Regions from separate parts of the Rattus norvegicus genome. Here region 2 is linked to region 1. The links are chromatin contacts, called in public Hi-C maps. All regions are on one chromosome and are shown on one strand. The core of a region is the stretch at or near the end of the contact, and the rest is flanking DNA. Distances in the headings are between cores, read along the strand shown. Region 1 has its middle 63 kb from the start of Dsc3. Region 2 has its middle 26 kb from the start of Ttr.

Region 1 (2,700 bases), core at 156-2,655:
TTCAAAGCCTAGTTTAGACAGACTATACAGAAAAGAATGAGTTCTCCCGATCAGATGAAAATTAAGGTGGAAATAGATGCCCCACCCCAACAGAAATATTTAAGAATAAGAGACCGTCATTTCTCTGAATTTTGTAAATCCTCTCGAGACTTTTCTCCTCCATGCATTATGCAAAGACCATTTTAAAGTAGATCTGTTCCTTCTAGGAGTGAAGGACAGAGAGAATGAATGAATGCCACTTAAGGCCATTCTTTCTGCAGACAGAAGGAGCGTGCCCAACTCAGACATCTGTTGCCACGTTGCTCCTCAAAGCAGAGAGCTCAAGTCATTCATTCCTCCACTTGATTCATATCTCAGATGTCCACAGGATGGCAGCAAAGAACAATAAATCAAACCTGATCGCTTAATTTAAAATCAACCCGCAGAAGTGATTAATCAGACTTGAATCCCTTTCTGCCCAAGGCACGGTACCACTATCAAGTCTCCTCATGGACGACATGGGTGTGGGTTTAATTGCACCCGTATGTGGCCGCAGTGACAGCTCACCAAGAGATTTTCTTTTTCTATTTAATCCAGTAAACAATGAGGCAGAATCTGTCCTTTGTGCTTTCAGTTTATTAATCCCACAAGCTTATTAATCAGCACATAAACCTGTAGTAAAAATAGCATTCCACAGAGGTGTGGAAGATGTACCTGTGACAGCCTGTGACAGCCCTGGGCTTGTGCTTTCTTTTTTCTGTTTGTATCAGCTCAGTTTGGCTCACTGACATTGGCTTATTCCCAGTTACCCCTTGCAAACAAGATGTAATTTACCTCCAAGCTCCATTAATGATCTAACCAATGTTAAGTACTTCCTGCAGCCTTAAAATGGCAATGTGTGATGTTAAAAATACTTTTAGGATTGGAACACTAATGTTCGAGAATTCACCATTGGTGGTTTGGGTTTATCTTAGGTTAAATTTATTTCCTATTTCTATAGGTAATCTACACTCACTTCACATGGTATTTCTCTCCTGGGTGTTGTGTGACAGAAATGTTCCTAGGGGGACACAATACACACATCCACTCACTCTGATCCCACACTCCGATCCCACAACACATCAAAGTGTGGGCACCACCAGAGTCCGACCTAGTAAGCCAATGCATTTGTTGGAGTTATTTACAGGAATATGGGTGAGGGGTTACTCATAGGGACACAAATGACTCACAGTTGTATCACCAAAGCTCACCATAGCACAGGTGACAGACAGTTCATAAAGACTGGGAACCTGGATCTCACTGCACAGCCTGCAGGCAGCTCAGTGGGTTGAAGAGTATCCTTTCCGAGTGACTCTACTCAAAGCCTTTTCCAGGCAGCTGGACTGGTGTCTTCTTTGAAGCTCAGTTCCACTTCATTGGAGAGGGACTCTTGGCTTTTATTACTAACTCTGGCAGGGAGGAGCCTAGTCAATCTGGCCAGTTCCAGGAATCTGGCTAGCTTCCTGAAGCTAGTTTGAGTTTTTTAACCTTCCTGTTTAATGATCGTCGGCAGGATAGAATGTTTCAATGGAGAGATTGATACAGCACTGACTTACAAATAATATCGAGCATGCTCTTCCCCTGTGGAATGGCCATAAGAAAGTGCTGCACTGTAAGGTCTCCATCTGGGAATCCCACAACCCTCCCTTTGAGGGGAAAAGGGAATCTCCATACTATTTTTTTTTTTTTTTGAGCCAAGGAAATATTCCCTGGGGACTTGTAGGGGTGGGCTAGTACCTTTAATCAATTCAACGTTGTAAATGCTGCTACTAAAACTTGTTTCCACATATGACTGAAACCTAAAATCAATATTTTCTTGCAAGAATCATACCATCTCCCACACACAACATTGACAGTTTGGTGCCAGAAATGCTGGCTACTTAGCTGTAACCCAAAACATTAACAGAGTAGAAATTCCAACAAATTACAAAAAAATCTATTTCAGTATTATCTGAAAAGTTTCTTCATGTGCTTCAACTAATATAAGTCACTCAATTTGTCTTAAAATATTTCAGTGCATGAAAATTTGTCCATCCTGTAACAGGAGCAAGGAAAACTACAAAATTCATCGATATAGAGTGCCATCTAGTGGTCATACATTAGATCACGCTTTAGACTCAAAATGGGTCTGCATTGATTCTATCTAGGGCTAGATCTAGAGCGTATCATCAATGAATTCAAATTTACACCATTCTGCCATAATAAACATTGTTAGAGGCGGGACCTGGTGGGGAAACGTTTGAGATGTAAATAAATAAAATAATTAAGTAATAATAAATATTGGCTTAGGATGGGCATGGAGTTGCACATTTGGACTTCCTAACACTTGGGAGGTAGATGCAAGAGGGTTAGAAATTTAAGGTTCTCCTCAGCTACACGGAGAGTTTGAGGGGCATGTACATCCCTTTGATATTGACTTGGTACCTTGTTACATGCTAGTAAACATGGATGGATAGCGTCGTGGCATATTCACCAGAGAAGACGGCTCAGACAGGGTTGTATGCCAAAAGAAGGTCTTTATTAGCCTGCCAGTGACTACAATGGGTACTTGGGACCCCACTGTAGTACTGAACGTTTCTCAACAGGGAGATTTTAAGCACAAGAAGACATGTTCTGGATTGACACACTTCACTTAACAAGAACAGTTAGCCGGAAGTGGAACTACAGAGGCCCAAAGCAAGG
Region 2 (2,700 bases), core at 54-2,553, 570 kb after region 1:
AAATCTTAGTCTCTCTGTATGGTTATTGGGGAATAAGCTGGATAATATGTAGTCACCAGATTAATCCAGTTTATATTTATATTAAAGATCATTCCTTTTACAATTCTTTGCACAACCTGGTCATTAAAGCTATTATACTCTTTGTTTGAGCCCACTTCCTCCCACAGAAGTTGTTCCTTTACTGAGAAATTGTCCCTGCTTCTGCTCTTACTGTGTCTGTACATTTCTGTGTTCTGAGACACAGAACTTGGTACCCACTGAACCCTAATAGCAACCAACACCAGTAGCAGTGAGATCTCTGTCTCAAGAGAGAGGAAAAACAGTTAGGTATTGCCAAGGATTCCAACTGCGTTTGCTGCCTCAGCCCTTATTGTGTAATATTTAGATGTGAAATGTCTTCATGTGTTTCAACACTTGAACCCCAGCTCACAGTTTGAGGGGGTTGTGAAACCTTTGGGAAGTTGGGTCTCATGGAACAAAGTCAGTTGCTGGGGGATGGATCTTAGGGTGAAAAACCTAGCCCAGTTCCCTGTTTCAACACACTTCCTGCCCTTTGAAGAATCATTTCAAATCATGTGAAGAAGTACCTCCTGCCACCATAGCTAAAACTTGCCTTCATTGCCAAGCCTCCAGCACCCACAACCACCACCCTCACCGTCATGGGCTGTAACCTCAAACCATGAGCCTCCTTAAGCTGCTCCTGCTCAAATATTTGCTTTCAGTCATAAGAAAAGAAACAGATACATACTATAAGCCAAGTGTGTTTATTTTTATAATCCCTCTGCAGTTGGACCTTTCTGAGTTTTGTCATACCAAATAGCCACTTCTGTCATTGTCTGAGTTTTACATAGGATCAAAGAGAGAGCACTAGGTTAATAACTCTTGCTGTACTGCAATGAGAGACGTTGGAAAATGCACAAAACACAAAAATTTTAATTGCTTCCAAATATATCTTGCTAGGTAAGTCCAACTGGAGTTGAGTTAGCTGTAAACTATGAATATGTTTACCTAGTACAGAAATAACTCACACAAAAGAGAAAGACAGTGGTGGAACTCTGACAGAGCTGTGTTCAATCACTAGCATATTGTGTGTGTGTGTGTGTGTGTGTGTGTGTGTGTGTGTGTGTGTGTGTGTGTGTGTGTTGAGGGCGGGGCAGGGGGAGGTGTTGGGGTGGAGAATTACGCCAAAAAAATGTTAGCAGAAGCAAATATAAGTGCTATGCACTCAGTGGCCACAGGATGGCACTGCGCATGCAGAAAAGGGGAACACAAACCAATCTAGAAGTCAGAAATTTGGTAGATTCATGAGCGAGTGGTGCAAACTGGCAGAAATGGGTCCTTTCCTTCAGTATGGGCCTTCCAGATAATGTGAGGTGCTTTACCATTGCCAATGATGGACCAGAGCCATGGCCCAAACAGTAAAAGCTCTTGTCACACCAGACTGACAATTCAAGCTTTCTTCATCAGTGGAAGGAGAGACCTAAGGGAAGCTGCCCTTTGACCTCCACAGGAGCAGAGCTGTGTGCTGCTACACTCCCACACTTGAGTACACACACACACACACACACACACACACACACACACACATACACACACACACACACACACACACACTGACAGACACACACTCATGGACATACATACACACATACACATATGCTCACAGACTCTCTCATACACACATACATACTATGCAAAGGAAAACCATTTTAAAAACAAATTGCCTGTGAAAAGATGCCCCGGTTATGATAGTCAAACCAAAACTGTACCATTCTTGGTGGTGAAATACAAAATGCATTCTGATTGTCAACCATGCACATTTGATCACCTTTAAAATGTTGCCATTGAAAAAAATTTCCTGGTTGGACAGACAAGTGACACAGCCGGGTGGGGGCAATTTTGAGAACAGATGTTTACTTTTTCAGCACAACTGCATTCAGTTAAACAAACATCGGTTGATGCCTCGTTCTGTGCACAGCACCCACTCAAAGCTTAAGAAGTGCAACCCTTAGCCCTCCTTGCTCACTGTGGATTGGAAGCAGGGGTCATAAAGAACTCATTCTGAAAATGGAAGCCAGAGCTGACAAAGAAGCCATCGATGACAAGACAGAGGCTGGGGGGCGTCCTGAGGCACTGGGGTGATCATCTGGTGGTATAAGGCTGTGGGTTCAGTATAAGGCAGAGGGGTGTGGGGAAGATGGGCAAGAGGAGGAAAAGAAGGAACGGAAGGAAGATAAGGCTTATCAGAGAGATTTGTTCTCTTCGTTTCCCTGTCATGGCCTACCCCCCAGAAGCAGAGGGACAGAGGACATGTAGGAGGTCTTTGCAGAGCAGTAAAGGATTGGTAATAATTGGGAGGCTGCATACACAGAAGAGGGATCAGCAGGTCAGAGCTCACCTCACACCGGTCAGAGGTTGGTGGGGGTACAGAAGCTGAGAGTGAAGAAGCAGACAGCGACAGGACAGCTCTGGGGAAGACTTGCCTGAGGCAGTTAAGGCTATACCGTGCAGTCCCACACCCAGGTCTCAGCAGACAGCTCTTTGGAAGAGCCTTCTGCCGGCAGTGGGAGATGGGCTGGAAGTGACAGGCTCTGAACCAGGGGCAGCCGGGTTCGAGGTGGGGGTTGAAGGCAGCGCTAACCATTGGGAGTGTTAAACATTAACACCCTTTTCTCCTCTGGATCTTATTGATCTTTCCAT

Evidence for each region. Hi-C and Micro-C count contacts between places; a contact is called where the count stands out from the background.
Region 2: a contact with region 1 is called in a Hi-C map of liver, with 6 times the contacts expected there. The contact joins two enhancer-like sites. A contact is called at or near these places in 3 of 12 Hi-C or Micro-C datasets (the A7r5 cell line, liver and mammary epithelial cells).

The regions. Positions count from the first base shown.
Region 1 is chr18:11,624,211-11,626,910 of GRCr8, forward strand. No RefSeq gene overlaps it. Among named protein-coding and RNA genes, the nearest start is that of Dsc3, 63 kb to the right of the region's middle. Within about 2 kb of position 1,406, at least 3 of the 93 cell types and tissues checked have an H3K27ac peak or open chromatin away from gene starts, as enhancers often do. A contact at or near this core is called in liver, where this site is marked.
Region 2 is chr18:12,190,993-12,193,692 of GRCr8, forward strand. No RefSeq gene overlaps it. Among named protein-coding and RNA genes, the nearest start is that of Ttr, 26 kb to the right of the region's middle. Within about 2 kb of position 1,304, at least 8 of the 93 cell types and tissues checked have an H3K27ac peak or open chromatin away from gene starts, as enhancers often do. A contact at or near this core is called in liver, where this site is marked.